Linked DNA regions of Mus musculus: region 2 is linked to region 1. The links are chromatin contacts, called in public HiChIP or PLAC-seq maps. All regions are on one chromosome and are shown on one strand. The core of a region is the stretch at or near the end of the contact, and the rest is flanking DNA. Distances in the headings are between cores, read along the strand shown. Region 1 overlaps Aqp1 (aquaporin 1). Region 2 overlaps Gm38820 (a long non-coding RNA gene).

Region 1 (4,129 bases), core at 884-3,383:
AGGCTGGCCTAATTGCTGGCTGGCAGAAGTCCTGCGCTGAACACTTCCTCACCAATGAATGGAGCGGTCCCTAAGCCTCCAGCTCGGATCCAATCCTCACCCTGCCCTTCTAACAGATGTAGCCAGAGCCAGTTTGTCTTTTCCTCTGGTTCTCAATTAGGGTTGAGTCCCAGGTCCTATTCAAGTTAGCACTTTCTGTCTACACAGAGCAGAGCAGGCCCTGGTTCCAGAGGTCTGAGTTCCCTGGAAGCAGGAGACAGCCATCTGGTCTTGGGAACTCCGGAAGAGCTCTGACTCCTGAGGGCCAAAGACAGGCTGGCAGCCTTCCCCTTCCAATGCCCACCACCATCTCAGCAGCATCCACCTCGTTTGCCTCGGCAGCTAATGAGGCCTGCTCTCCCGCCGCCTAATGGACTGAAGCTACTTATATCTTGGAAAACAGTAAGAGGGTTAGAGACGATAAAGGTCTGCGGAAACGCGCTGTCCGGGAAAGAGCAGGTTAGAAAAGCCAACCACAGCAATTGTGTACAGCCCACTACATTTCAAACGACTGCTTAAACAGGGCCCAAGCCCAGTTATTGTCGATTATCCCTGGAGAAGATTCATGTTTGCACATGTGTGCAGAGTGCAAGTTGCCTAGATTTTCACCGACTCTAGTCGAAAGAGCGACACTCGGTTTTGTGAACGCAGGTGTGAGTGATTGAACAGGCCACGCAGCTCTTGTGGAGCATTCAAAGCTGCTGGTCATTAGACCCTGGCGGGCTCAGGGCTTACAGCATAGTGCACCAGCTCTACCGAGCTTTCTATGGGACTAGGCTTCTTTCTGCCCCCATCTGCCACAGCCTCCTGGAATCATCACTGCAGTTGAGTATCTCAGAGAAGAGGAGTCCACTTGCCACCTAGCTGGTGTTTTTGTCCCTCCTGGTCTGGATGCCTTACCAGGTCTCTGCACACCTCTGAGGGGAGGCTCATTGAAAGTGCAGTTTCCAGACCTCCCAGCCTCTCTGTAATAGCTGACTCCAACAAAGCCCTTAGAGTGAAGGGCCCATGTCTTCACAGGTTAGCTGGGAAATGAACAGCCAACCAGTGGTCTTTGAGGATCATCTGTGAGGGGACAGAGCAGGTACATATATGCTTACCTCAGGGTTGACGTCACCCCAGGCTCATAAGCGGATGTGCTGGCTACAAGGGGACCAGACATCTCCCAGCTTGAAATGGGTTGCTGGCAGAAGGTGGCTCTGAGGCTGCCAGTGTCCCAGCCCAGGGTGGACCTCTGCATGCCACGCTACCTGAACCCTCCCTGCCACTTGAAGGCGGGCCACCAGGACAGCTCACAAAGTCCCAGGCATGGGGCCCTGACTTTGGATAAGGGCCTCCTGTGCCCCACCCTTGAGAAGCAGCAGAGTCCAGAGCCAGGCCTGGCTGAGGCTGAGCCTCTGCTCTCAAGGAACAGCTCAAGAGACATGGCTGTCTGCCCACCACATCGTCTCCAGTACTCAGCACTGGCCCACCAGGGAGCGGTGGGCCCCACCTCATCACCTCTCAGACAGCGCTTACGTATGCTCGGTGTACAGCTGTGTGGGTATGTGCCAACTGTGTCTACAAGTGGCCGTGTGTCTGCGGTGGTTTTCGCCTTGACTTTTTTTTTTTGTTAGACCTTAACGGGTTTATTACAGAATAGTTAAATGATCTAAGAACTATTGAAATATTAGACCTATAGTCAGTAAAAACAATTTAGACTAAAATTAAATTATTTTTAAAAAATGCACAACTACAGGAGTCAGATCAAACCATACTCAAAGTGAATGTTTTTAATAATCCTCCCTTAGAAATTGATAGAATGAGCCGGTCCAAAACAAAAAGGCTAAGAACACAAACAAGCGAGAATTAAACTACATAGGCAGCAATACTTGATTAAAGGAAAGTAGGGAAAGCCCTCACCTCGGGATTAGAGACTAGTCAGCCTTTTTAAGTCCCTGGGGAACATTTACACAAGCTGATAAGGTCCTGGCCAAGTCCTCCTGAGCAGAGCCCAGGATTCGCTGTGACACCATGCTGGGCATGCTCTGCAGAGCAGGGGCTCTCTGCAGCACAAAGTCCCAGCTGGCTTCTGTGTATTTGCACTGGTGTGTCTGATGGCATTTCTGAATGCGTCACTATGTCCCTCGTGCCCCATGCCCACAGGGGTGGTGCCACTACTATCTGGAGGAGGGAAGAGAGAGACCCCTTGAGCAAGGGCAGCTGCTCTCAAAGGCCCTTTATTTGCTCCCAGAGCCATTTTATCTTTCTGACAAGAAACAATACACAAAGCAAAGGTTTCCAGCTTCCTTTCTGCCTTTTCTTTACTGCAGGGCAAGGAGAGGAAGAGGCTCCCTTAAGAACCTTCCCCCTCCTGTGTCCACAGATCGAAGCAGGGTTGACAGCATGTTCTTTGCCCTATGTCATGTATGTGCATGTGTGTGTACATGCTTGTAGAAGGTTGAGCACAGCCCTGCCCTGACATAACCCTCTGTACAACCTAGACAAGCATCTATAACTTTCTTGGGTCTCATTTCCCAATAGCAAAATGCAGGCGGTGGCCTCCACTCTAGCCCCAAGCAATCTTCAGGTTCCTCCTTGCCTGAAGTCAGGTAGGCACCCTCTAGCCAGAATTCAGAAACCTGAGTTCAAGTCTCCATCTACCATTCTCAGTTTGGCATAAAGCCTGCGGCACAAAACCTCTTACCCACCTACACTGCACCTCCACACAGCCAAGCTCGCCCAGAGCAGTTCCTTGTCAGGTGGGTCCAACACGCATATTTCTAGAGATAGGGGGCTCATCTGTTTAGAGGAAGCCACTTCCTGAGTTAAAACAAATAATCCTTCATACAGAATAGAAACTCCCCTCTGGAGAGTCTCTTCTGGAATTTCAAGCCCCTAAAGGGCTTGAATCTCACACCTGCCCGATGTCTTTGATCTATGGGATTTAGTCTCTGTCCCAAGGATGCTTGGGAACATTAGCTGTTTGGGTAATTAAAGATAGCCCCCACCCTTTGCTCATCCCACTTGGGCTGTTCCCACTCATCCTAATACTGTGTGGTTGAGGAGCCAGCCCCTCTCGTCTCCAGAAAAGGGGCCAGAGAGAGGAGTCCCTGAACACTGAAGGCTTCGAGGACACTTTCCTGCCCTTATCTACAGGCATGAGGCTCAAGTTTCAACTGTCCAGGAGCCCTGAGACTCACAGGTGCTTCTAAAGAGTAGGGATAGGAAAGTTCCCAGGACAGAGAACTGCTACCAACAAGAACGTAAGGTTCTTCTGCCACCATGAATGGCCTCCAGTGGGGGGGGGGGGAGGGTGCTGGGGGGAGGAGAATGTGACCTGCGACACCCTGAGTGAGGACCTAGAGAGTAGGGCTGCGTAGGGGCCTCCAGATGAGCTGCTGAAAGATGCTCAGGCTAGAAAGGGGAGCACCAGGGCAGAGGGGCTGACTCTGTAGTGGGGGTACGGATCCAGCAGATGCTGCAGAGGACCCAGCCTCAGAATTTCTGTGGGAAGGAATGTCTGCCCTGCCACAAAGTTCCGCCTCTATACACTCTTCCCCCTGCCCTTTCCCTCCTAGCTTCTGCCTGGAAACAATAATTACAGGTCCCAGCTATGCTGTTACACCCAGCCCCCAGCTCTGACTCTGACCATGCTGGACTTGATCAGGGCATTGGAAATTTACGCTTCTTCTCCATAGCCCACTCCTAAGCCCTAGTAGAAGTGGCAAGGGACTTGACCCTGGTTGGCCTACAGGTAAGAAAGACCCTCTCTCCTCATGGTTGGGGAAGCTAACACCCAAGAAACTGAGAGAAATAAGCATTCAAGGCCTACACACACACACACACACACACACACACACACACACACACTTTGGAATAGCAGGTGGAAGCATTTCCAAGTATTTGGGTCCTGAATCAATAGGACTGAGAGATGACCCTGAAGAGAATAGGTATACTCTCTGCCCGAGACCCCCAGGAGGCTAGACTGGGAGGCTCTGGGAAGCTAGTCTCCTCCAGAAACAGAGACCAGACAAGGTCCAGAGCTCCTATTGCCTTCAGAATCCAGCCTCCTACCATGACCCCAGCTTGCCCTAATTTCATGACCACC
Region 2 (3,632 bases), core at 399-2,898, 450 kb before region 1:
TGAGCCATGGGTGCGTATTTCAGGTCTCTGGACAATCATCAAGTGTGTAGGGGCCATGGGATCAGCTCTGGGCCGCATGTTTCTTCTGCCTGAACTCAGCACTTAAGCTAAGGCCTCTCATGAAAGGTTTCTGTTGGCCTTGTCCTGTGGCCAACAACTCTAGTGAACCATGTAAGGTACCAATCTTGTTGTGAAGCCGTCAGGGATGTTTCTGATCGCAGCTTGCCAGCCCACTCTCCCACTACCATAGAGCAAAATGCTTCTCATTGCCCTTTGCCTGTGTTACCTCACCTGTGTCTGGAGCAGGGATGGACTCTGACCCTCCTCTACTTCCTTCTCTCGTTTGATTTTGAAGACTTAGCTAAGGGGCTCTTCCTCCATGAAGCCTTCTGTGTATACACAAACACAGAGATACAGAGAGAGAGAGAGAGAGAGAGAGAGAGAGAGAGAGAGAGAGACCCCATCTGTAAATTCTTATGGCCTTCAAGGACTGCCTCTTTCAGAGCATCATGTGACACCTTAGTGAGACTTTTGGTGTGGTTTTATGTACCACAATGGGTGATGTCCATGCACCAATTTTTGACCCTCTGCTCTCACCACCCCCCTCACCCCCACACACAGGACAGATGTTACCAGCTGGTAAAGCAGATCTAATAAAAATGACTTCTCAGAGATTCCTGACCACACCAAGGCTGTCCACAACCTACAGTCAACCGGACAGGTTAGACGTCTAAATAGATCTTTATTTCTGAGCAACATAAATGAAAGACTCTAAAAAAACAAAGAACTATATTGGCAACAATGAGAAGAGCATGCCCTGTGTAGAAAGGCCTCCATCCAAAATGCCAGCCTGAAGCCCTCTTTATTCCGAGTATGTGTTGAGAGCTCTTGTCTCCAACCTGGCACCGACGTAGTTAAAGCTTCACCATTTGCTTGTGTGAGGCTGATTCTGCTGACTTTATTTCAAGCAATCAGAAATATCTAATTTGCATTCACATTCACATCAGTGGCCCATATGTTAGCCCTGTTTAAAAGCTATAGGCTTGCATTCATTATGAAAGACTTGGCTCCCCTCCTTATCTCTTCACTTTAAAATTACTGAGACACTGTCGCTACAAAGGGTTATATTTAGCAAAGGCCCAGCGTCTCCCAGTGCGTATGTGTCTCTGCCTGCATGTCTGTGTCTGAGAAGGATCTGATATTTGCATCTTTCTCCAAAATATCGTAGAACTTTCGAAACTGGAAAAGGAAGAACTGTCTCTTTCTCCACCCCTTTCCCATGCGACAGCACTGCCTCCCACCTAGGGCATCAATAAAATACCACGTGGAAATATTTCAGTGCGCAGGATTCCAGACCACACCCTAAGCCTCTGAGAAGCAGGCCTCTGCCCCTTGGGTGAGCCTCAGTAGGAAAATCAGTGCTTTTGTGAAGGTCCCAGCCAGGGTGGCCTCCCACACTCTGTCATAGTCTGATCGCCACTATTCTCTTATTCTATTTACTAAACTCCTAGTATGGGATAAGCACTCAGAGGGCTGATGGTACTGCTTTCTGTCAGCGAGCAAAGACAGCAGGAGGCAGCACCTCAGCAATTACAGCCCCTGGGAAAATGCTTTGCACTCACTAGGATGTACAAAACACTGGGGCAAAGCCAGAGCTGGGCTCTTCCTGGAAGATCAGGGCGGCAGGCAGGGCTTGCAGGGCAGGGCAGGGTGCTTGTCAAAAGCTGTGCACATTAGGCCTTTGTATTCTGGCAGGAATTCCAGGACCAAAAGATAAGGAGAAAATAAAAGGAAGCAGGGTGTGTAAGCAAAGAGCACCTTTGTCCTACTCTAAGGCAGATGGGTCCCTGTGGGCACACCCTCCCCCATCTTTGATGGCAGAGCTAAAAGATGCAAATGGCTGTGGCGTGTAAAACCCCCAACAACAGAGTCTTTGTTCTCTAGGAAGACTTACAAGAAACTGTTAAACAGGGGGATTCTACAAAAAGTAGAGAAGACAGAGAAAGCAGTCAGAAGCCTGTATCCTTTTATCATGCTTGCAAGTGTTTTCTTCTTCTTTCTCTGCACAGGCACTGGTATTTAAAGAAAAAAAAAAAAAAAAGGAAGGTATTTTTAATTGATAAATTCTGGGAAGCATTCCATTGAAAAGATTTTATCCTTAGAGAAGCTAATTACAGAAGATGAATCATGACAGCAAGTTTAACAGATTAGATAAAGTGAAAGAAGCAATAACCTGTGTATGTTGAATATCTTCATATTAAATCTTCCCTCCCATGCCCCTGGACTGAGAGTGAACTCAGAAAAACTCAGAAGACCCTGATGCTGTAGGAGGGGAGTTCCAGGAAGGACACAGTACAGCGCCTTTTGTCCCAGTGTAGTGATGGAGGGCATCCTTGCTTCATGGAGGGTATCCTTTCTCCAGGACCAACAAGTAGAAACTTACCCCCACTCCCCATCACTACCATTAGAAACACTGCAAGCCTGAGGGTATAGTTAGGGATGGAGCACTTTCCCATGTGCCCCAGCCTGGGGCAGAACAGAGAGAAAGAGAGAAGAGGAGGGAGCACAGGAGAGTAAAGGGAGGGGAAAGGAAGCAAAAGTAGGGTAGAAGAGGGAGGCAGACACTTCTGTTTAACTTGGTGAGAGCTCATTTTATAGGAGTGTGACCTTAAATTTAGAGAGGAATGAAACAAGCCTTTTCAAGGGTCTGGGGTCCTGGTCCAGGATGACAATACTGGGAAATGATGGTCTTTGCTAGTTGTTCAAGAAAAATCTATACAATAGCACACACACACACACACACACACACAGAAGGGTGTGTTTATATCAGGAAAGCCCTTGGAATTCTGAAATGTGTGCTTCCTAAGGAGCCAACTGTTTGCAGCAAGCCCCAGTGTGTGTTTGCCCTTTTAGTAATCACACAGATTTTCCTAGATATTTGACCATCGCACTGGAAGATCTTTCATCTTGGCCAATGAGGAAAGAATGCAAGTGATTGCATAATTCTGGGTACTCCTGCTGGAAGACAATTCCACTCATCCTGCATCAGTCCACTTCTTTCCAACTGCATATGGAATCCCAGTTGAAGAAATCTAGGAGTTAAGGATGGCAAAATCTCAGCACCCTTGAATTTCTGAGTGTCTCTTTAAGCCATTAACAGCTGCCCTGCAAGAAGGACTTCTTCCTCTTCTCTCCTCTGCACTTGCTTGTCAATGACTGAACTGGATGCAGCCTGCCCTTGCAGGGAGTACAGGACTTGTCCACAGACTTACTTGACATGCACTAACTGCTTGCCAGTGCTGGCATTTGCAATAAGCCTTGGATAAGTCATTTTGTTTCATCCGTAAATGCAGTATTTTTGTGCTATGAAGCTAATGGGTTGATGAATGCAAAATGCCTGGTGAAGTATTTCAGGCTACAACAAGCACTGAATTGGTGATAAACCTGTTGATTGTGGCCATGGCAGTTGAAAGCGGCCTCCCCTATAACCTGCTGAGAGTGAACAACCCTGGCCATATTTGCACTAAGAAGGGCCACAAGGATGAACGAAGGATTTGGCAAAGGAAGTGGCTTGTATGTCAGGGCTGGCATGACAATAGACCAGCATAGCCTGTTTTATAAAGATGTTATGT

The links. HiChIP or PLAC-seq counts read pairs in DNA pulled down with a chosen protein or histone mark.
Region 2: an H3K27ac HiChIP or PLAC-seq map of extraembryonic endoderm stem cells shows a contact between it and region 1. The contact joins two enhancer-like sites. A contact is called at or near these places in 6 of 39 promoter capture datasets (the 3T3-L1 cell line, embryonic stem cells, frontonasal cranial neural crest and 2 more) and 2 of 115 datasets of contacts at active chromatin or transcription factors (embryonic stem cells and extraembryonic endoderm stem cells).

What each region holds. Positions count from the first base shown.
Region 1 is chr6:55,339,830-55,343,958 of GRCm38.p6, reverse strand. All of the region lies in intron 1 of Aqp1 (aquaporin 1), which reads right to left. Among named protein-coding and RNA genes, the nearest start is that of Aqp1, 5.6 kb to the right of the region's middle. Within about 2 kb of position 2,133, at least 53 of the 459 cell types and tissues checked have an H3K27ac peak or open chromatin away from gene starts, as enhancers often do. A contact at or near this core is called in extraembryonic endoderm stem cells, where this site is marked.
Region 2 is chr6:55,790,162-55,793,793 of GRCm38.p6, reverse strand. Gm38820 (a long non-coding RNA gene) reads left to right here. Exons shown (of 3, transcript XR_869126.3): 3 at 1-3,632. Among named protein-coding and RNA genes, the nearest start is that of Gm38820, 13 kb to the left of the region's middle. Within about 2 kb of position 1,648, at least 101 of the 459 cell types and tissues checked have an H3K27ac peak or open chromatin away from gene starts, as enhancers often do. A contact at or near this core is called in extraembryonic endoderm stem cells, where this site is marked.